Linked DNA regions of Mus musculus: all the other regions are linked to region 1. The links are chromatin contacts, called in public ChIA-PET, HiCAR-type, HiChIP or PLAC-seq and promoter capture Hi-C maps. All regions are on one chromosome and are shown on one strand. The core of a region is the stretch at or near the end of the contact, and the rest is flanking DNA. Distances in the headings are between cores, read along the strand shown.

Region 1 (3,006 bases), core at 213-2,712:
GTCCCTATTCTATGTGACAGAGGAAGGAAGAATCAGCCGGCTCAGTGGGTCCACAACTCATGAGCTTACACACCACCTCCATAAAGGAGTGTGCCACTGACCTCTGCAGAGCACAGAAAGAGGCAGTGGTCTGAAGATCAATCTATGGGAAGACTTAAGAATGACCCTTTAATGGAGGAGTTGGCATATATTTCAAGTTGTGTCTGTTGGTTCCAGGGTTTTTAACCTCTCTAGTTAAGGGCTTAGCTTTCTTGGGACATCGGCTGCCTTATTTCTGAAAAAGACCAAATGTAACTGGTGTAACCAGCAGTTTGGGGATTGCCAAGTATGGCTTTGCCCTGTGACTCAAAAGATGTTTGTAAGGTAGATTTGGGTGAGTGCCATTATTGTGTGCATGTGTGTATGTATGGATGGGATGTGGTCTCCTGCAGACTGAAATAAACTAGAGCAATTTATCAGTGTCTTTGTGTTTCTTGGGGACAGCTCTGGGCTCAGTAAATTCAGAAGAGCTAGCTGACAACAGGTACCAAGTAAATGAGTGTGTCCTGGGTCTCCCATGTCCCAGACAGACAGTTGACGTCATCTGATTAAGCCCAAGACCCAGGTCTACTGTTAGCATTTTACAATGAATAGAGGCTTGCACACATGCAACTTGTTGAGAGACTGCATCTGACAGAATGTGCCCTCTGGAGCTGACCCACCAGCTCCAAGTTAGGAACCTCTTTTATAATTCTACTCCAGAAATGTCTTCAACATCAGTCAGTATACGCAGATCTGAATCTTAACCCTTCCTGGCTGAAAGCTATTGGATAATTTAACTGCTTTGTGTGGAATTCTCTTATTACATATTTTTTTCCAGACAGGGTCCCATGTAACTCAGGATATCTAGAGATTGCTATGTAGCCTAGGAAGACCTTGAATTCCTGACCCTCTAATCCCCAAAAGCTGAGATGATAGCCGCGCACCATTTGCGATGTGAAGTGGATATGGCTTATGATCTGAAACGATTGCCTTGAAAACAGTAAACAAAACCGATCTTTTGTCCCTTTTCCTCTCCGTTTTTAAAAGGGTTCTGCACCGGCACACAGTGCAGTCCACCCGCTAACCGAACCTCTCTGTCCGCTCTTCCCAGCAAAAAAGTTCCTAACTTCTCTAAGTCGGAAGCTTCTAAGAGCCCTGCAGGTAAGTGCTACCGGGAAGCATCGAGAGTCTCAGGAAGGCCGAGCGTGCCTCTCTCTAAGGAAGAAAATTAAATAGCGAGGCTGCGCACGCAGCATCCAAAGGAAGGCGGACTCCGGCCCGCGCCTCATGGCCACACCCACTGCGCGGAACCGGCCAATGGGGCCTTGTGGATTGGCAAGCGCGCGACTTCCGAGCAGCCCTCGACTGCCTCCGAGCACACTAAAAACCGGCCTGGGTGACGTCAGTCACGCGCGCCGGAAACGCGCATCTACCACGCGCCGCGGGCGCTGAGGGAAGGAAGTTGAGGCCTGAGCGGCCTGAGCTGTGTTTGAAAGGCCGCGGGTGGCAGCGGCAGCGCCAGCAGCAGCTACTTGAACACCCTGAAGGCGGCACGATGGGAGACGAGATGGATGCCATGATCCCTGAGCGGGAGATGAAGGTTAGAGCCTGGCCGGGGCCTCCCCGCCTGCGTAGTCCTGGAGTTGCCTTGGAGCCTCGCCTCTGCCGGCTGCTCCTGCAGTTCGCAGGGTCGCGATCGCTCGCCCCACAGAGCGTCCGCAGCTCTGCGTGTCGCGGGCCTGAGTTCCCTGCAAGTGCAGGTACCTGTCCTTGCGTGGGTTTGTCCACGCCTTCTGAGTTACCCCAGGTACTCTGATGGGCTGGTCGCCTTACTGGTGACAGCGATTCTTGTTTATTGAGTGAGACGTACTGTCGCCACCGTCGCTGCAGCCCTTACGACCAGCTTAGAAAGAGGAGCGCATTGAAGCCTTGAAAGCAAATGATCCAAAGTCACGTGGCAAAAGCCTTACATCTCTCTTACGATTTAGGCATGGTCTCTTGTAGCTCAAGGTGGCTTCTGGTCTTGGGCTCTTGTCTCTGCCTCCACCTCCCAAGTGGTGGGATTATTGGTGTGCATTACCACAGTTGGCTTAGACGCTCAGTTCTTATTAGCTCTCTATACTTGAGGGTGGTCCAAACTACCTAAAGTGGAGCCAAGAAACACTATCTGCCTTCAAAACCCCTAGTTAGTAGGAACAGGAAGTCAAGTTTGGCACTGGAAATCAGCTTGAACTCATGAGACTAAAGGAAAAGCAAGCGAACCCTAAGTGATCCCCATGCTACAACTTCTGGATACTGTGTTAATAGTTGGCTTATATACTCTGACAGAATGGAAAGGCAGGGGACCGTAGACAGTTGGAAATGAGTGAGTTGCAGGAAGGTGTTAGCCATTTGTGTGACCGGTGAGTCGCTAAAATGCACATGGGTCGAGTGCTCCATATCATGCTTAGAAACAGTGGCTCTTCCTTGAGTCAGCACATGTGCTGAGCCCGGTAATGGGCAAGCTTCATGTTCCTCAGATATGTTCGGGTAGAGAATTTAGAACCACAGGGCTAATAGCAGTATTTTAATTCCTGCCAAAAGCAGAAAGGAGAGGTTTGGGTTTTGGGTTTGTCTGTTGTGTTTGTTTTGTTTTGTTTTGTTTTGTTTCTTTTGTGTTGCTTCATCACACTGGCCCACCACAAAAAAAGCCACCAAGCCCCAGTGGTACAGTCATGACTATTAGGATGATAATATCAAAAAAGATAGATGATTTGTTTCTTTATGAATGGCCAGTGTGGCCTCATGGGGAAATTTGTGTGAACTTTTACCCACCGTATTCAACTGGGATTAAGAGTACTGCTCTTCCAGAGCTCCTGAGTCCAATTCCCAACACCTACAGGGCAGCACACAATTGTCTGTAGCTCTAATTCTCACACAGACACATGCAGGCAGAACACCAATGCTCATAAAAATCTTCCAGTAAATATGTATTAAACATGGACT
Region 2 (3,006 bases), core at 231-2,730, 990 kb before region 1:
CTGAGACCAGTTTCACTCTGCAGGCCCGGCTGGCACCAAACTCATGGTAATCCCACTGTTTCAGTTTCTCAAGTCTGGGAGTCTAGGTGTGAGGCAGCACACAATCCCAGTCAATCTGGTAGCAAGTTATAGTGCACACCCCTGGCAATGCACACGACGCAGCCTTCTAAAAAGGTTTTCTGGAAAACACACACCATGGTCAGAGGCTCACAGTAATATGATGATTTAACTCTTTAAAAGCATGGGATAAACTAAAAAAGAAATAGGTGGGAAATAAATGGAAATATTATTATAAATGCTGTCTCTCTACCTCAAGTTTTTTTCTTTTTCTTTATTCTTCTTATGAAGCCTAGGTTGCCCTCAAACTCCCTGTGATAGGATTGCACCAAACCAGGCTATTGTTTATTTATTATACTTTTTAACCTAAGTTTCCCAAATTCTTATCTCTTAACACGTTGTCAATCACAATTCATCAGTCCAGCTAAAATTTACAGTTAGTGACTTGGAGCAGACCCATAGACCATCAGGTTCAGGGCATGTGACAAACATTTATAAAGAACCTTAGTTCCCTCTATGATCAGTAGAACTGTATGTCAAAGGAGGGATTTGTGACTGCGACCCTAGCTGGAAATTTTTGTTTTAGCTGGAAATCAATGACGCCGCGACCACCCCCGTGGTACCCACCTCACCCCATTTGGCCTCTTCCGCAAGTTCTGCACCTCTCGGGTTTCTTCCAGTTTTAGCCTGGGGGAAAAAAAGGAATAAAAAGTGACGCACAGGTTGAGACCTGCGGAACTCAAAAGCCAAACTCCGTTCTAAGGACATGTCCCTTTGCCGAGTCCCTGATCCAGTGGTCATCGGCAGTCAGACCCATGCGACCCCGGGGCACCTCTCCCAGCCGCGATGTGGCCTTATCCCTAGGAGCCTCTGCGTGGCGCTGGCCGGTATCCAGTCCCAAGCCTGTCTCAGCAACACGTACCGAACCTCCTCTGATTCTTGTTCATCCTCCTCCGACTCCGAGTCAGCCCGGCGCCGGCGGAATGTTTTCCCAGTAATCCGCATAGCGGAACCAGACCCTTGGCGCTGCGTTACCAGACGCGTAGTCCAGGGAACCTCTCTCTTCCGGCGCGCAGAAGTGTCGTCAGAGCGTCGGCTGCACTCAGACCCGCCTCCGCCTTGCCAGGCCACACCCCAAGCCCGTAGGGCCCCGCCTCAGCAGGGCAGGCAACCACTCCGAACTCCGAAAAGCAAGGGCAGGTATTGCCGCGTGGCCACACCCTCGACCACGCCCATCGAGTAACCATGCTCACCGCTCAACAGGACGGCCTTCGAACCACACGGTGAAACCCCAGCAGCACGGCCACTCCCCCGACTCCCGGCATGCTTGGGCACTCACCACTCGCACGGCCACGCCTCCGGCGTGCCCGGTACCGCCCTCTAGTAGGCTGTGACCTGTGACACCGCCCCCGCTCCTGGCATAGGCTCTCCCGATTGGACGTCTGACGGTGAGGAGGCGGGGCGTGGCAGGCAGAGCCACAAGACTCTAGGCAGCGCCGCGGTGGGCTAGCTTGACTGACAGGCGGCGCGGTTGCGACGGCAGGTGAGTTTCTGACGGCTGCTGCCTGCTGCCGGGGGCTGGGCCGCTAGAGCGGGGATCATCGTCCAGCCGCTGGGAGCAGGGGAGGCCTGGCTTTGCGGGGCGGCCAGGACCTGGTAAGAGGTCCCCGCCGCCTATCATCCCATCACCGACTCCCGTGCCCGCCCCGAACCCCCACGGCTCTGGCTTTTGAGCAGGCCGCACGTCGCTTGGAAGGCCAGCAGGAGGCCACTCGGGCTCCAGGGCTCGGACGTGCACATTTATTCCTCACTCACAAAAGCTGATCACCTTGCCGGGGGTGAATATCAGTCCCGGTGCTGACTGTCCATACCAGGTTGGCCTGCAGCCATTCGTCCCTAGGAGAGGTACCACTGACGTTCAGAGGCCAGGGACTGCTCTTTGAGAGCTTGGGAGGACTCGTTTGGCCTGGAGGACTGTCGCTCTGCCATAAGCACCTTACACCCCCGAGATGTTGCGACGGTAGTTAGTTTTTAAAGGTGTCTATAAACACTTATAAGATGGATAAGTGCATGCGTAATAGCTCACATGGGACTTTTAGGGACTCCTTAATTACTAGTTTCCTCTGGAGCACAGCGCTTCTTACTCGACACTTAACTGTGGCAGGCACTGGGGTAAGCAGTCTCTTCTAGAAGCCTTCCATCAAATCCCACGAAGTAGATGCAGTTGGGTCTCTCTTTCAAAAAACGAGGCTACCGAGGCGTAAGAGAAGTAACCCGTACTTCAAGTTCTGCAGCTGGGAGGTGAGGCTGGGTTGGGGACAGAGCTTTCACAGCTGCAGGGTGTGCTTCAGGGACAGCGGGCCTCTGTGGGTCTTCCCTGCTGCTGCTGCAGCTGGTGTGCCAGCTTATGGGCTGGGGGAGGGGCTGATGGACACTTTTTCCAGAAGACTATTCTGAAGCAGGGAGGGCATGTCTGCCATGCCTTGGCTTTTTTCCAGAACATTTTTTTTTCTGAAGTTGTCATATTCCCCTTAGACTGGGACAAAGAGAAAACTCGGGATGTCTTGAAACAGCCTTTTAGCTTTGATCAAAGAGGCATTAAGTATCAAAAGTCTTGACCCCACTGGAGATTAGATCAACCATCTTCAGATGTCGATGGCAGTCATTGGACACCATGTCTCTGTTGGCTGAAAAAGAGGCACCTTGGGAACTGCTGCATGAATCCAGGGACTTGGGTGTACAATTCTCACAGGCTCAGAGGTGGCTCTTAATTTCCCTGCCTAACCATGCCTTACCCCTTAACCTCTAGGGTACTGGGCCTCTCTGGTGCCTCCAAGGAAAGTCACAAGGTCAAGAGCATTTTGAGACATTCCTCATTTGAAGATACAGAGAGGGACATCTGATACAAACAAGTTGTCCCTTGTTTGTATCTGCATTCCCATCCTTGAA
Region 3 (3,006 bases), core at 363-2,862, 990 kb after region 1:
CAAAATGCAATCTTCAGGCACCTTAGCAGGCTTCCAGCTACTGCTCATTTGGTTCTCCTTACAGCCCCGTGGAGAATCCGATGCTGAGTAAGGTCATTCATCTGGTGATATGACCTGGGTTGTAGAAACACCAGGCTGGGACACTTGCCTTTCAAGTCCTGATCCTGTGCCGCTTGCACGGCTCCTTGGACCTCCCAGTTTAGCCAAGTTAATCATTGTGTCCTGAATTCAGTAGCTGGCTGCCCATAGCTGGCTGCAACTTCCAGTGCTGTCTAAGGGCCAGCAATAGGAAGGACATAATCATTTGGAGGAAGTGTGTAACTCACGGCATGGGCTCTGACACCTAAGACATTAGCTGTGTCACTTTGTGTCACTGGTCGGAGCCGGTTTCCTCATTTGTAATATGGAGCAATGTTGCCAATGCTGGCCTCTGTGGGGTCAGTGACTTCATGTATGTCAGGTCTATGCCATAGACTCTGCCACAGGGTACCACACACATGACAAATGCACTCAGGTACTATTACAGTTGCTAAGGAGAAGAGGGCTGGAGGAGCCTTGCAGTAGAGGACACATGTGGTCCTGAGGGATTTCAGGTCTCCATTTGTGGGCGTGGGCTGTCAGAGGAGGTTGCTGGGCCTGCAGGGCCTGCTCAGGACTCTCCGCACTCAATTGCAGCACTCCTGAGAGACAGCTCCCTCCATCCCTATCTGATGGCCACGACTTAAATCCCTTACAGATGGCTCACTAATGACTAGCCTCCCTCGCCCCCATCCTCCAGATCTACATTTCCAAATACCTTCTTCAATGACTATCTCTGCCAATTCCCCCTCCCTCACCGTTCTCAGCAGGGCTCGTTCAGTTCTGGTTTGAACTTTCCTGATGGTCCAGCTTGGCTGGGAAGAACCACACCCATCCTTCCCTGGCAGGGCTGGCCAGCGGCTAACCTGGCTCTGTGGATGGGGAGGTCCTCCACCGATGTTCCGATTCTTGGGTGGACCTCAAGGTAGGCCAGTCACTCCGAAGACTTGGCCACAGATACAAACCATTGGCCCCCAAAAGCTGAGCTGGTGTCCGGTCTCCTTCAAACATAGAAGTGAGCACCGAAACTTTAAATTTCAGAAAGACACGCAACTCAGGATGACAAAGTCTCGAGATTCTAGAAACCAAGGAATTGCAGAATTAAAGACTCGTGATTAGACTCGAATAGTTTGTTTCTGTAACTAACATGCACATACCGCAAACAGGTTAGGAGGGTACTAGGGTGGCACTGGTACTAGGGTCGCTCAAGTCAGGTGCAGATCCCTTAGGGGAGGGGCGGGGCCCTGGGCTGGGTCCCAGGGGCTCCAGAGTCACCGTCAAGAGAAGGGAACGTGGACCAGGAACCAGGACCTCTGGTGCAGCCCTACTCTGTTGCCCAGGCAAGGTGCTCCGAACATTTACCCCTTCCGAATCCCGAGCTCACCCACAGACCAAGCTCTGCAGTCCTCTGCCGCAGACGCCTGCCCATAAGAAACAGGGCGACCAGGGTGTCGCCCAGAGACTGGGTGGGGCCAGCGGTTCTCGCGAGAGCTGAGCTTTTCCGCCTATATCCGGCGTGGGCGGAGCAGGATCCGTCTTTTCGGCTTTCGGCTCGGAGGAGGCAACGGTGCAACTTTCTTCGGTCGTCCCGAATCCGGGTTCATCCGACACCAGCCGCCTCCACCATGCCGCCCAAGTTCGACCCCAACGAGGTCAAAGTCGGTGCGTGCCCTCGCCGCGCCCGGGTGCTGTCCCGGGGCCTGGCGGGTCTCCCTTGGGCCTTGGCTGCCACGTGTGTAAGAGGGGAGGGAGCCCGACGCTCTGGCGGCCCGTGCGCCTTAGGGTAAGGCCTGGCCCGGGACATCTGAAGCCCGACGGCAGCGCGCAGGGCGGCCTGCGCCGCAGAGGTTCTGATTTTGCTTTTTCTTCAGTGTACCTGAGGTGCACCGGAGGCGAGGTCGGCGCCACATCCGCCTTGGCCCCGAAGATCGGTCCTCTGGGTCTGGTAAGTCGTCGCTCCCGAGCCGTAGACCTCTAACGTGCATGCTGTTTGGCCTGTAGATGTGTTCTGTCCCCGTGGAGGGCAGAAGAGGCCACCATGTCCCTGGTGCAGGCCGGGATGTGGGTGCTGGGACTTGGGACGCAAAGGAAAACTGAGATAACACGTGCACGGAGGCTCGTGCCACAGCCCGGTTGAGGCAGCCATTGGACTTGCTTAAATCCACTAGCCTCCGTGGGTAACGCACGGGAACCTAGTGTTTAAAGCTCCGAGGGTTCCCCATTGCAGCAGAAAGTGTTTTGCTTTGTTAGCCCTTACTGCAGAGTTGTCTTAGTGAAGAAGGATGTGGAGCCATTGTGGGCAGGCTCCTGTGGGACGGTGAGGAGGGCTGGCGGTGAGCTTGAAGGTCCTGGCTTCAACTTTGGGCACATGGTAACGAATGCTATTATTTCTACAGTCTCCGAAGAAAGTTGGCGATGACATTGCCAAGGCTACCGGTGACTGGAAGGGTCTCAGAATTACAGTGAAACTGACCATCCAGAACAGACAGGCCCAGGTATTTACATTGCTTGCTGTGGGGGGTTGAGGGAAGGGTTGAGATAGCAGCCCTCAGGAATCATGGGTCTTGGCAAAGATTTCCCTGTCCCGGTGAATCGGATTTTATCCTTGTGGGAGGGCTATACGACAGGGTTCACTGTAAGTCAGTAGTAGGTGCCAGGGTGCAGGAGTCCGCCATGCTAGGGATTCAACTCTGGAGGTGAGGCCAGCAGGAAGCACCTTAGCTAGCCGAGCTGTTTTTTCGGGGCCCTTTAGCGTGTCTGGTGGTGGTTGGTTTTCTGGGCTGTGTTCACATCAAGTCTCTTTGCAGATCGAGGTGGTGCCTTCTGCCTCAGCCCTGATCATCAAAGCCCTCAAGGAGCCACCGAGAGACAGGAAGAAGCAGAAGAACAGTGAGTCGGCCCCACTCCCTGGGTTTCCGCTGCAGTGTG
Region 4 (3,006 bases), core at 333-2,832, 820 kb before region 1:
AACTCAGATATCCACTCGCCTGCCTCTGCTTTCTGAGTGCTTGGATTAAAGATGTGTACCACCACCTCCTGGCTCCAAGTGAATTTGTTGAAGTTCACAGTTTGTGGCATTAAAGTATATCATATTGGGCTGAAGAGATGGCTCAGCAGCTAAGAGTTCCTGTTCTTCCAGAAGACTGGAGTTTGGGTTCCCAGCAAGCACAATGGATGGCTGACAACCAAGGTAACTTCAGTTGCAGGGATCTGATGCCCCCTTCTGGTCTCTATGGGTACACCTCATGGCATTTATAAACACACAAACAACATAAAAACAAACTTAATTTCCTATCTATATGTATTTATATATACAGATCTATCATGTTGGGTTAGAGACACTGCTCAGTGGTTAAGAGCACTTACTGCTCTTATAGATAGATACCTGAGTTAACTTTCTAGTACTCATGATGTCAGGCAACACACAACTGCCAGCAATTCCAGCTCCCGAGGATCTGACACCATCTTCTGGTCCTCTCAGGTACCTATACATGGCACACACATACATAAAAAACTTAGAAAAGCAACCAACCAGACCTTCAAAATACATCCTGTTACTAGTTCCAGTTAAAAAGCTATAGGAATCTGATTCTGTCATAGGTGTTCACACACCTACATAGTGGTAGCTGCCTGGTAGTAGAGTTCCCTGTGTTTTTATTGTGTCCTATTTTGCTTAAATAATTACATGCACATACACAAAAGCATATGTTACTTGTGTGTCCAGCTAAAAACAAGAATCTAAGAACTAAACCAACTTGGTTATCAGCTATTTTAATACGAGTGTTTCCTGTAAGCCCTGGTACCAGGGACCTACAACCAAGTCCTTCCATTAAGTGTTAAGGACTAGAAGCTAAGTTTCCAAAGAGACTAAAATAGAAAACATTAAGGCTCAGACTCCAGCGGTGGCATGAAATCACACAAGACAAAATGACGTATCAGTTAAAAATCTGCATGTGATCCCCAGCTCAGACTGGCCAAAATGACCATTTCTTAGAGTTTAGGTAGAACAGAGGAACAGCCTGACACCTACCTCTTATATAATTAGATTGTCCCAAAGATTAAATGCCACTTAAAAAAAAAAAGCCTAGTGGATGGCTTCCTATGGACTCAATAAATCCTATTACTGCAACTATTTCAAGCTGAAGTTTGTGTAAAGGGCCTAGGATGATAATAAGTCAAGGAATCTAAGACAGGCCAGCAATTTCTAAGTTATTACCACCGAAGGCAGTCCAATCATCCGCCAGGGTCAGTGGCGGACATTGCGGGTTCCAGACTTTGGTCCAGGCCCCTCAATCCCCAAGCCCGGCAAGGCAGAAAGGAGGCCCGGCTTGAACTTGCCCCGCCATGGTTGTCATGGCAAACGCTTCAGGGTCCTCACAGGGGCTTTGCCGGAAGTCCGTCCTGGGAGGCCAATTGAAGAGTGCCGAGGTGGTCCGCTCAGGTCCCTGCGTGACCAGAGTTGCGTTTTGCAGTAAAACGATCTCAAGGACCTCGGAGGCGGCAGCCGCGCCCCCTTCCAGAGCACCTCCGGGACGACGCACTTTGACCCGGAAGTGGGTGGGAGAGGAAGCAGCTGGTGATGCTGGAACAAACATGGCCGTCCCGGTACCCCTCGGCCGCTTCGGCTCCTTCTGCCTGCGGCTGCTACGACTGCTGGCGTTGCTGGAGCTGCTGGTCCACCCCGTCTTGGGCCGCGTCCATCACCTGGCGCTCAAAGTAAGGCCTGGCAGGCTGGGGGCAGGATCAGGGAGTGGCGACGGGGGGGTGGGGGGAGCGCGACCGCTGTCCCGGGCTGAGCCAACTTCAGCCCAGCGGGATCTCCTAAGTTCGGCCCCTGAGCCAGGGGGTTTGCGCCGCCCCGTAGGGATGGACTACGCCGTGCGGCCTCCTCGGGTAGTCTGGTCCCTGCAGGTTTGAGGTCCTGAGGAAGGGGCCCAGATGCGGCCTAAATACCCAAAGACCTGGGAGGCCACTCCTGCGATTCCTGCTGGCTTCCCTGGATTCCACGTTGGTGGCAACCTTCCCTAATTCACCCTTTCATAACTTAAATTCCAAGTTCTCTTGTCCGCGATCTCCGCCCTTCTGTGCTCCTTGATCTGGCGCTTTGAAGTTGTGCGGAATCTTAGCCTGTTTCCTTGCTTGGTTTAGGGTGCTCGGTTGACTGACCAAAGCCAGAATCCCCAAGAGGAATTCAAATCTCTCTTGAAATACATGCCTTGGTTTCAAGAAGAAAAAATAAGAAAGAACAAGCCTGAGGATTTAAACTCAGCATCCAAAGTGTTTCTAAGTAGTGGGCCTTTTTCATTCCCGCTCTATGGCCATTGCCTAAGGAAGATGTTTATGACAGGCCTGAAGTGACCACCAAGAACCGCTATGGTAGCTAACTCACAGTAGAAAGTTCTCTAAGGCTTACACAGGATTGGCAGCCGGTTAATATACCTGGAGAACAGAAAGTGACATCATTATGACTCAAAGCCTTGTACATTTTCCTAATAGTCAGTGTACCAAGAAGTTGCGGATCTGGACACAGCTGTCTGTAAAAACACTTTCCATTAGGTGTGAAGGATAAAGGCTTGTGAATGTAGCGTTTAAAGGGTCCAGACAGACTGTAGATTTGAAACCTGGCCAAATCCATACAGGCACACTTGGGCTGTCTGCTTTTGATTGTTAAAATGATCTTGAAGCTGGGCGGTAGTGGCGCATGCCTTTAATCCCAGCACTTGGGAGGCAGAGGCTGGCGGATTTCTGAGTTCGAGGCCAGCCTGGTCTACAAAGTGAGTTCTAGGACAGTCGGGGCTATACAGAGAAACCCTGTCTTGAAAAACAAACAAACAAATGATCTTGAGTAAAGTGACTCTTACCTACAGCAAGACAGATCAATCTTGGCTCCTTATAAAATCCACTGAAAGCTGTAGGCACTCTCCCCAGAGAAATGCTTTTTGAAGTAAGACCATCTTACATCTTAACAGCTTTC
Region 5 (3,006 bases), core at 321-2,820, 780 kb after region 1:
AATTCCCCTTACACCTGGTGGGTGAGGTGACTTTTTCTGAGCTATAATAGCAGAACAAGCAAGTTTGCTGGTGGTGATCACAGGCTAGGCCTGGGCCTCAGGAATCTGCTTACTGAATTAGAGACACAGGGGTTCTTTGCTCTGAGCTCTTGATATTAGATCTTCGACCACACCTGGAGGTGGGTTGAGTTCAATGGCTCAGTGACTAGGAAACTTGGATAAGAAGCTTAATGTCTTGGGTTCCAAATTCAATAGAACCAAGACAATAAGGGACCCCCTCTCCTTGGATTTATATTAGTCTTTAGCGTGTAGTAGTAGCTGGTAAGAAAGAGCAATACTCATTTACATATATATGCAAATTTTTTTAAGCTCTGAGAAACTTTTATTAGGGTTTAAAAGAAAAACCCTGGGGCAGGCAAGCTTTAAATCTCAGATGCTGCCTGGAGGAGGAGGATGGAGAAAGAAAAAAAGCCATGTCATTTGGATTAGTTGACAAAGAGGCTAGCCTCGCGATAGTCAGAGAGGGCTTTAGGGAGTGACACCCAAAGTGTTAGAGAGGTGTGCTTAGAAAAAAGAAGGGGCCGGGCAGTGGTGGTACACACCTTTAATCCCAGCACTCAGAGGCAGGCAGATCTCTGAGTTTGAAGCCAGCCTGCCTCAGAGCTAGTCCAAGGACAGCTGGGGCTACACAGGGAAACCCTGTCCCGAAAAGACAGAGACAAAGGAAGAAAAGTAAAAAGCACACTTTTGGAGTTCCTTAGACTTGTGAAGCTGCATCACTGCCTTTTGATTTACTTATTTATCCATTTTGTGAGTGTGTGTGTGAACTCACGCACGTGTAGAGAGGTTCAAGGACAATTTGCAGGATTGGTTCTTGATTTCCACCAGGTAGGCTCTGGGGATTGTACTCCGGTCTTTAGGCCGGTTGGCAAGTGTCTTTGCCTACAAAACCAGCTTTTTTTTGGGGGGGGGGGTTTGAGACAGGGTTTCTCTGTGTAGCCCTGGCTGTCCTGGAACTCACTCTGTAGACCAGGCTGGCCTCGAACTCAGAAATCTGCCTGCCTCTGCCTCCCAAGTGCTGGGATTAAAGGCATGCACCACCACGCCCAGCTCACAAAACCATCTTGAAGGTTCTATTTTCTGAGCCAAAAACACTTTATGTGACCACATCTCATTGAGCTGACCATCCCTGGGTATAGAGTAGGTACTGTTGCATCCCATGTAAGGCGCCTGCCTGACACTGGCAGAGACATTCTCAAAAGGCGGTTGTGAGCACTCTTCCGTCACATTTTTAAAAAGAGCTTGGAAAAGGCTCTCAGGAAAGTGTAAAGTCCGGCTCAAGTTTTTGTTATTATGTTGTTTCACTCTCTTAATCTTTTATTCTTTCTGAGGTAAGGTTTCGGGCCGCTAGTTACCCGTGACCATGGCAACGCGGGACTGGGTGGTTCGCGGGCTCCCCCAGGAGGCCTATTTGCAGTACTGCTGCGAGACAACCTGTGGGTTTTAGAGCCCCAAGGAAGGGGAGCCGGGAGTTGTAGGCAATGGGCGTGGCTGCCTCGGAGCGGTGCACACCGGGAGCTGTAGTTCACAGGTTCTGGCGGTGGGCGGCCTCTGACCGAAATCGGGCCTCAACCGGATGGCGGTGGCGAGGCACGGCTACCGGCCCTGGGGCTCGATCCTCGGGCTGCTCGGGCTGGCCTTGGCTGCCGCCGCCGCCTGGGACGTGGCTTCTCTGCGCTGCACCTTCGGCTCGTTCTGCGAATGCGACTTCTGGCCCGACTTGCCGGGTGAGGGGTGGGAGCCGGTGCGGACGGGCGGGCAGCCGGCAGTTCGCAGGGGCTCGAAACATCTGCCGCCCCGCCGGCCGCCGGCGGAGGTGGGGATCCGAGAGCCTCTGGTGCAAACCTGAGGAGAGGGTTTGGAGGGGGCCCGGTGGAGGGAAGCCTTTGACAGAGGGGCGCCCAGTGGCTTGTGGTAGGCCTCCCTTGTGCGGACTTGTCACACCGGGGGAGAAACCTGCCGTCGCCTGAACCTGTAGACAGCTGTCGTCTACTCGGGGCTGGTGCAACCCGGAGAACCGCCTCGAGGGGGCGGTGCCGCACTGGCCCTTGCCGAGGTGACTGATCCTGTCCCTCGTTTGGACACAAGTATCCCAGAGGTCTTAGACACATGCCTTCGACCCTCTGATGCTTTTTGTTTGTTTGTTTGTTTGTTTTCCCGACAGAATCTTTCTACACTGATTTGACTGTTCTGGACCTCACTATGTGGACCAGGCTGGTCTCAAACTCCCAGAGATCCACTTAGCTCTGCCTCCAGAGTGCTAAGAGATTAAGGGTTTGCACCACCATATTCTGGCTCTTTTTGTTTTTTGTTTTTTTAAAGATTTATTTATTTTTTTATTTATATGAGTACACTGCGACTGCCTTCAGACACACACTAGAAGAGGGCATCAGATCCCATTACAGATGGTTGTGAGCCACATGTGGTTGCTGGGAATTGAACTCAGGACCTTTGGCAGTCAGTGCTCTTTCCATCTTTCCAGCCTCCCCCTTTTTTTTTTAATATTTATGCTTTGCCTGCAAGTATGGTTACATCCATGTGCCCATGGAAGTTTGAAGACGGTGTTGGCTCCTCTGGGATGGACTTACAGATAGTTGAGAGCTACCATGTGAGTGGTAGGAATCGAACTTAAGTTCTCTGCAAGAGCAGCCAGTGCTGTTTGTTTGTTTGTTTGTTTGTTTGTTTTGAGACAGGGTTTCTCTGTGTAGCCCTGCTTGGCTGGCCTGGAATTTACTATGTAGACCAGGCTGGCCTCGAACTCAAAAGAGATCTCCCTGCCTGTGCCTCCCAATTGCCTGGATTAAAGGTGTGTTGGAATTCACCATAAACCCAGGCTGGCCTTTGATTGGGAGGATTACTGCTGCCTCTGCCTCCCAGGGGCTGAGCTGACAGACATGAGTCAACAGCCTGTCATCTGCTTTGATATGCGTTCCTTCTGTGGCCCTA
Region 6 (3,006 bases), core at 247-2,746, 740 kb after region 1:
TCACGTGTGGCAGTCCAGCCCTTTATTTCCAGCAGTCAGGAAACACAGGCAGTTGATCCTCTGTGAGTCTGAGAACAGCCTGGACCAAACAGTGAGTTCCAGGACAGTTGGGGCTACAGAGAGATTTTGTGTCAAACAAAACATAGAGTCCCTGTTTCAGGGAAACACACACACCACAGCACTGGCTATCCTCCCCCAGGACCCAGGTTCAATTCCCAGCACCCACACAGTGGATCTTTTGTCCCAAATGATCCAAGGCAACCTGGCACACCTTTCTGGCTTCCTCAGGTACCCAGGTACTGGAGAATAGTGCTGTACACAGACATGCCAGAAAACAGAAGACCCTATAGACGCAAAGTAAGACAAACAGCATTTTCCTTACAAAGGCAATGCTGCTGAGGCTGATGGAAACAACACCTTTCAGAACATCACCTTAAGCTCAGCGGCCTTTTAAACGGCTTGTGCACAAATGGTCTCTTCATACAAAACAAAATTCAACGCCAAGCTAAGCTGAAAGTTTTCTAGAGTCAACCTGCACTCCATGGGAAAAGCACAGGCTCCCTCCCGTGGCTCCCACAGAACTCTGCCACTAAAGCTCAACAGTGTAAATGGAAAGCCAAATTCCTTGTTCCATGGAAAACCGAAAAACACTAGGTCGAATCTCAGCACAAAACCCTTTGAAGTAGCGGTGTGGAAACCCAGCCAGGTTAGAAGAAGGTCGGCCCAGTGGTCCATATACTCACCCCCTCCTTCTCATTCTCCATCAACACTTTCTTCAGAGCCACCTTCTGGCCCGTCTGACGGTGCTTGGCTTTAAAGACTTCCCTGCAGGCACAGAGAAAGACCCAAGGGACCCATAAGGCATTTCCGCAGGGAGTGCCCCTCCCCCGCGCGAAGGGGAGCAGCAGGAGCCCAGACCCACGGCGGGCGGGGTGCGGCCTCGGATCCGGGACGCGGTCATTCCACACCGCGTGTCTTCCGTCCTCCTCCCGGCCTCTGCTTACTCCTACTCAGCCCCTACTCCTCCCCTAGAGGTGGCCGCTCACATTCGGAGTGGCTCTCAGCAACCCTACCCAACCCCCATCACGGGCCCCAGGCTCCTCCCCGCCAGTCGGCTCGGTTGGGCCGGGAACGTCTGCGCCGCGGCCGAGCAAGACCGGGCAACAGCCACGAAAACAGAAGCTTCCGGACCACCTCGGCCCGGGCTCTGGGCGACCCGACGTCGGCCCTGGAAAGTGCAGGTCCCGGGCTCGCGGTCCCACGCGGCCTAATCTTACCCGAATGTGCCTTGGCCGATCTTGGCAAGTTTCTCGTACTTGGTGACCTCATCGCAGAACGGGCATTCCACCGAGTCGTACTGCTTGGCCATGGCCACCTCCAGCGCGCCTCCGCCGCCGCCGCCGCCGCCGCCCCCAGCCGCAGCTCCCGCCGCTCCCGGTCCCGCCACACTCCAGGCCCCTCCGCGGCCGCGCCACTTCCGCCTCCACGGCCACTTCCGGCCTCGAGGTGCCGAGCCCGCCTCTTCCGGTCTCCGCCCGCCGCCAGGCCCCCTGGGACTTGTAGTTCCCGGGAGGCCAGGGGGAGCCGGAGCTGCAGAGGAGCCTCCGCCGCCGCCACTGCCCCCGCCTCCGCCGCCGCCGCCAGCGCTGTTGGCGGCCCCGATCGGGGGCGCAGGAAGCCGTGGCGCTGGGGCTGGGGCTCGCGGCGGTGCGTCCCGCTGCATTGGCCCGGGCCGTGCTGCTGCCGAAGCTGCTGCCGCTCTGGCTCCCGATCCGGGGCCAGCCGCAGTGCCCTGCTCCTCCTCCTCCGACGGCGCCGCCTCCGCCGGGCTGCGCGGGGCGGCGGGTGGTGGTGGGGGGAAGGCCTGGGGGCGGAGGCTCCCTGGCCAAGCCCGGCCCGGGGCGGCAGGGCAAGGGGGCGAGATAGGCAGAGCAGACGAGGAGGCGGCCCGAAAGCCCGGGAGGGGGCGCGTTATAAAGGGGGAGGTGCCCGTCCTGGCCTCCCCTCCCCCTCCGCCCACCCCCTCCCTCCTCCTCCCACCCTTCGCAGCCGCACCTGCCGCCGCCGCCTCCCGCCCTCCCGCTCCCAGTCCAGCGTCCGCCCTCGGCGCGTCACTGCTCGCAGCCCCTCCTCTGCCTTTGGAGGTGGGGCTCCGCACTAGACACCTGCCTGCGGCTCCCTCCTGCGTGCCTCAGTTTATCCCCCGAATGCCAGCTGCTACAGAATGGCCCTTCTTCCAGGACCGGGAGTGTGCTCCCGGTGAGGCGAAGGCAGGAGGTGCCGTGGGAGCGGCCTTGAGGCCAGGGGAAGAGAGAACTGCCCCCGCTGCCGCCTCCGTCGTCTCAGCCACCCGCCGTTGACATGGCAACTGACGGCCGCCAGGGGGCGCGGCGACACTGTGGGCGGTGAGCGATCAACGCTCAGGCCTAAACCCTTGGATCTTGTGTTGTCAGGATGGATCTACTACAACCTTCCTTCACAGAGCCGCGCCAAAGCTGGTCTGTCCAGAGTCAATCATCCCCAAAACTGTTAACATTGAGCCGGCACTCCTGATGCTTTTGAAATGGGCGTGAGCCGGGCCTTGATGGCGCACGCCTTTAATCCCAGCACTTGGCAGAGGCAGATGGATTTCTGAGTTCCAGGCCAGCCTGGTCTACAGAGCCAGTTCCAGGACAGCCAGGAAAAACAACAATAACACAGAGAGACAGAGAGGAGAGTCTGAAGTCTGTTCTGTCTTCCTCTACTGTCTTGAAATTCTGAGCTGATCATGGCCGATTTTTCCAGCGTTTACCTCCTGGTCTGTGGTCCTACAAGCTCCCTTCTGTTTCAGTTTCCCAATCCCTCCTGTCTTCAGAGTTGCCACCCCACTCTCCAGGGTCAGCTGCAGGCTTCCCGTTTGCTTCCCCCTCTTGTTTGATGGAGACAAGTCGTGGCTGGTCTGGTGCTCACACAGTAGTCTAGGCTGACCTTTGAACTCCAGGCATCCCTCCCAACTCACCGTATCAC
Region 7 (3,006 bases), core at 263-2,762, 730 kb before region 1:
AGAATTCCTTTAGCTGTGGCACAGCGCCAGCTTCCAGGATCCATGTCTGCTCACTTCCTGTATCGAACGGGCTCTTCACACCAACAAGCTGGGACCTGGGTCTGGCCTGGGCTCATGTAAGGGAAGGAACCGAGACCATCTGAAGGCTGGAGACATGCAAGAGGTGGGGTTGAAAGGTACCATCGCCCCAGGCAGGGTTTTACACCCTCTGAGAGGGAAAAAAAGAAATTCTGTCCGTGATTGCATCCCTGCTGGCTCAGGAGGGAATGGCTTCATCTTGCCATGGTCTTTCCAGGGCTCTGGTTCCTGGCATGGGTCATTCCTCCCCTACCCGATCTATTTTCATGCCTTTCCCTGAGAACTCTTCCTCCTAATGTTGTCTAAGCCAGTTGTGAACCAGGGATCCTACTGCCTCCCCACCCACTTCCCTGTTTAGCTGGGCTGGCTCCCTGGCCTCTGCTACTAAGACTGGCTCACAGAAGTTGCCACTGGCCCTCAGGGCCTTCTGAGAGCAAGACATATTTCTGCTCCCCTCCCCCTGAGGCTCATTCTTTGGAAGAAGCAAGCGCCAATGGACTAAGAGGTCCAAGTTTTCCTGAGCTGTTAAGGAGACAGAGTTGGGCAGAAAGTCAGGAGAGGTCTCAATTACGATGACATTTTGGGAGGAGGGGAGAGCAGGCCATCCTTTTCCTGGAGTCCTTCCCCAGCTGCAGGCTTCCAGGCATGGAGCCCCACCAACAGGCTCTGCTCCCTCTGGCCACTTCAAGCAAGCCCCACAACAGAGAAGGTTTGAACTGCAAGTACTCCTGGGCACCGGGGACAGAGGCCAGGTCTTTGGGGAAAGCGGCTTGCCAGGCTGGTCTCCAGAAGCTCTGGCCCTTCTGCCTGGCCTCAGATCATTCCCAGCCTTGCCTGGAGCCCCGGGTGTAGAGGCTGCTCTCCCTCCCAGGCCAGACCCCTTCCAGGTTGATACCCCATTCCTCTCTCAATCTGAAGTCACTTCCCTCAAGGCCAGGCAAAAGTGTTCCCACCGAAACCCATGCCAGCCAGCACATCAGGATGCTCCTGGAGAGGTCTGGGATCGCGTCTGTCCTCTTGGCCGCCAGGTCCCCAGCGCCCAACACATCTAAGTGGAATGAATGAATTGCGCCGGGCAGGGATTTGGCCTCGTTCACGTCCGATTTTCCGGGCCCTCCCTGCCCACGCCGCTGCGGAGAGGGGGGAATGGATCGGCGGAGGGGGCGGTGCGGCGACCTCCCAGCGTCCCCGGAGAGCCAACAGGAGAGGGGGTGCCTCAACGCGGAGCTCGCGCCTGTCGGAGCTGGGCGGGAGGTGGCGCCGGGCGATGAGTGGCGGCTCCGAGTCCACCCCTGGCGCGCCGGTGCGGGCGGGAGGCGGGGAGCGTAGGGGCGGCGGCGGCGCAGCAGTAGCGAGCATGTGCTACGCAGCCCAGTAACCAGGGACGACCGCGGCAACCGAGCCCCGGCGGCTGCGGCTCTCAGCCCCGCGCAACTCCTCGCCGTGGCCGCTTGCACCGCCAAGGCCTGGCCCTCGCCGGGTCCCCGAGGCCCCTTGAACCGTCAGCCGCGGTCGCGCAGCACGCCGGAGCCCCGCGCACGGGACGCGCGGGCACGGCCAGACAAAGGCGCGGCCCCGGCCCGGCCCAGCCCGGCCTGCCGGCCTCCGCGCACCCCGGCCCGACCCAACCGCTCCCGCTGGGCGCCCCGAGCGGGTCCGGCCCGGGGAGCGGGGGCCGCGGCCGCCGAGCATGGGGAAATCCAACAGCAAGTTGAAGCCTGAAGTTGTGGAGGAGCTGACCAGAAAAACCTACTGTGAGTGAGCCCCGATCCCAGATCCCCGATTCCCCATCGAGCCGCGACCTTCCCTCCGCCCTTCCCGGCCGCGCCCCTGCCCCGCACCTGGCCCATTGTTCTATCCGCGCCCCCGCCCCCGGCCATGGCTGGGTGTCGCCTGTCAGCGTGCTCCAGGGACCACTCTGGGTCCTCAGGGCATCCGCAGCCCACCCGCTGCTCCCCTCCTGTCCGAAGGACCCGGGCTGTGCCGGGGCGGGGGGCAGTGGTCCCAGGAGGGGGCGCCCGGGCGTTGTGTGGCTCTCCTGCTTGGAGCAGGGTGGGTGGGTGATTCATGCTTAATGATGCTGCTGCGGCTCCTGCCTCTTGCGAGGTTGGCCTGTCGCCCCCTCCCTGGCAAGTGTGACTGTGTTGGGAGGAAGAGGGCTGGCGAGACTGGTAGAACGCTCAGGTAGTGACGGTAGAGGGCCAAGGGTCCTGGGCGCCCTCTTAGATGTCGCACGGTTGGGCTGTATTCTCCATCCCCCCTTCCCTTCTCCTGTCTCTACCGCACCAGGAAATGGGTTTACATGGCCCGAGCTGACGAGCGAAGGAAGGTCTGTCCCACTCCACGGTCCACTAGATCAGTCCCAGGCGTGGCTCTCCACTTGCCCAACTTCACAGATCTGCCTCTGCATCTTTAGTGCCTCCACACCAGGTGTCCCCCCTCCTCGCAGCCTCTCCAGGGGTGGCCCTGGAAGTGGGTCCTGGGAAGCTTTGGCTGAGCGCTCTGCATCACCCGGAAAGACAGGCAGTTAACTGACAGCTCGGTGTAGATGGAGGCTCTGGTGCAGTGCATGGTCTCTGCTCTCACCCCCACCCCCACCCCCGGTATCGGTCTTCTGAGCACGTTTGCAGGTCTTGGTCAACCTAGTGCCTTAGCCCCATGCTCCTCACTCTCCCAGACTTAGAACAAAGGGGGCTTTACTGCCTGGGCTCTCCTGGCCCCTGTCCTGAGGAGTTGGACACCTTGGAGGTCACATCCAGGAGAACTATCCTTCCCAGCCCAGGCTGCCTACTCTCTCTTTCCAGATTGGGTGGGTAGCTTTTTCTAGCTTGTTGCTGTTTGTGAGGTTAACTGGACCCTCGAAGGTGTGGCTCACAGCCATTAGCAGGTAGGCTATTGGTGGGACACCCTCCCTCCCTGAACGGGCCA

What was found. Promoter capture Hi-C pulls out the DNA fragments that hold promoters and counts their contacts. ChIA-PET counts read pairs in DNA pulled down with a chosen protein or histone mark. HiCAR-type assays count read pairs that join an accessible place to other places. HiChIP or PLAC-seq counts read pairs in DNA pulled down with a chosen protein or histone mark. Capture Hi-C pulls out chosen DNA fragments and counts their contacts.
Region 2: an H3K4me3 HiChIP or PLAC-seq map of bone marrow-derived macrophages shows a contact between it and region 1, with 6 times the contacts expected there. The contact joins the promoter of Usp20 here to the promoter of Nup214 in region 1. A contact is called at or near these places in 4 of 39 promoter capture datasets (the C10 cell line, hippocampal neurons and liver), 4 of 115 datasets of contacts at active chromatin or transcription factors (astrocytes, bone marrow-derived macrophages, embryonic forebrain and 1 more) and 3 of 9 other capture datasets (adipose tissue, liver and pancreatic islet).
Region 3: a promoter capture Hi-C map of liver shows a contact between it and region 1, with 2.8 times the contacts expected there. The contact joins the promoter of Rpl12 here to the promoter of Nup214 in region 1. A contact is called at or near these places in 2 of 39 promoter capture datasets (erythroid cells and neutrophils), 1 of 115 datasets of contacts at active chromatin or transcription factors (pancreatic cancer cells) and 1 of 9 other capture datasets (liver).
Region 4: a contact with region 1 is called in a HiCAR-type map of astrocytes, with 2.9 times the contacts expected there. The contact joins the promoter of Gpr107 here to the promoter of Nup214 in region 1. A contact is called at or near these places in 1 of 39 promoter capture datasets (hippocampal neurons), 1 of 484 Hi-C or Micro-C datasets (B cells) and 2 of 115 datasets of contacts at active chromatin or transcription factors (astrocytes and memory CD8 T cells).
Region 5: a contact with region 1 is called in a promoter capture Hi-C map of pre-B cells, with 2.7 times the contacts expected there. The contact joins the promoter of Tor2a here to the promoter of Nup214 in region 1. A contact is called at or near these places in 4 of 39 promoter capture datasets (cranial neural crest, liver, pre-B cells and 1 more) and 1 of 115 datasets of contacts at active chromatin or transcription factors (memory CD8 T cells).
Region 6: an RNA polymerase II ChIA-PET map of memory CD8 T cells shows a contact between it and region 1, with 8 read pairs. The contact joins the promoter of Cdk9 here to the promoter of Nup214 in region 1. A contact is called at or near these places in 2 of 39 promoter capture datasets (cranial neural crest and erythroid cells) and 2 of 115 datasets of contacts at active chromatin or transcription factors (kidney and memory CD8 T cells).
Region 7: a contact with region 1 is called in an H3K4me3 HiChIP or PLAC-seq map of bone marrow-derived macrophages, with 4 times the contacts expected there. The contact joins the promoter of Ncs1 here to the promoter of Nup214 in region 1. A contact is called at or near these places in 3 of 39 promoter capture datasets (3T3-L1-derived adipocytes, hippocampal neurons and liver), 1 of 484 Hi-C or Micro-C datasets (CD4 T cells), 2 of 115 datasets of contacts at active chromatin or transcription factors (bone marrow-derived macrophages and memory CD8 T cells) and 1 of 9 other capture datasets (pancreatic islet).

The regions. Positions count from the first base shown.
Region 1 is chr2:31,972,988-31,975,993 of GRCm38.p6, forward strand. It overlaps Nup214 (nucleoporin 214), which reads left to right and starts at 1,463. Exons shown (of 36, transcript NM_172268.2): 1 at 1,463-1,621. The coding sequence starts at 1,577. Aif1l (allograft inflammatory factor 1-like) reads left to right here. Exons shown (of 6, transcript NM_145144.1): 6 at 1-455.
Region 2 is chr2:30,980,799-30,983,804 of GRCm38.p6, forward strand. It overlaps Usp20 (ubiquitin specific peptidase 20), which reads left to right and starts at 1,481. Exons shown (of 25, transcript NM_028846.5): 1 at 1,481-1,600. BC005624 (cDNA sequence BC005624) reads right to left here and starts at 1,143. Exons shown (of 9, transcript NM_144885.2): 1 at 980-1,143; 2 at 685-744. The coding sequence starts at 1,062.
Region 3 is chr2:32,960,100-32,963,105 of GRCm38.p6, forward strand. It overlaps Rpl12 (ribosomal protein L12), which reads left to right and starts at 1,613. Exons shown (of 7, transcript NM_009076.3): 1 at 1,613-1,740; 2 at 1,950-2,023; 3 at 2,475-2,573; 4 at 2,886-2,967. The coding sequence starts at 1,704. Lrsam1 (leucine rich repeat and sterile alpha motif containing 1) reads right to left here and starts at 1,542. Exons shown (of 26, transcript NM_199302.3): 1 at 1,463-1,542; 2 at 945-1,156.
Region 4 is chr2:31,150,734-31,153,739 of GRCm38.p6, forward strand. It overlaps Gpr107 (G protein-coupled receptor 107), which reads left to right and starts at 1,583. Exons shown (of 18, transcript NM_178760.4): 1 at 1,583-1,748. The coding sequence starts at 1,626. D330023K18Rik (RIKEN cDNA D330023K18 gene) reads right to left here and starts at 1,558. Exons shown (of 2, transcript NR_040334.1): 1 at 1,249-1,558; 2 at 316-517.
Region 5 is chr2:32,755,664-32,758,669 of GRCm38.p6, forward strand. It overlaps Tor2a (torsin family 2, member A), which reads left to right and starts at 1,571. Exons shown (of 5, transcript NM_152800.3): 1 at 1,571-1,787. The coding sequence starts at 1,637. It also overlaps a transcript of Ttc16 not described here.
Region 6 is chr2:32,711,288-32,714,293 of GRCm38.p6, forward strand. It overlaps Cdk9 (cyclin-dependent kinase 9 (CDC2-related kinase)), which reads right to left and starts at 1,497. Exons shown (of 7, transcript NM_130860.3): 1 at 1,278-1,497; 2 at 744-825. The coding sequence starts at 1,369. Mir2861 (microRNA 2861) reads right to left here and starts at 1,601; the gene lies at 1,520-1,601. Mir3960 (microRNA 3960) reads right to left here and starts at 1,685; the gene lies at 1,613-1,685. Gm33457 (a long non-coding RNA gene) reads left to right here and starts at 2,023. Exons shown (of 2, transcript XR_001783272.2): 1 at 2,023-3,006.
Region 7 is chr2:31,244,411-31,247,416 of GRCm38.p6, forward strand. It overlaps Ncs1 (neuronal calcium sensor 1), which reads left to right and starts at 1,513. Exons shown (of 8, transcript NM_019681.3): 1 at 1,513-1,832. The coding sequence starts at 1,769.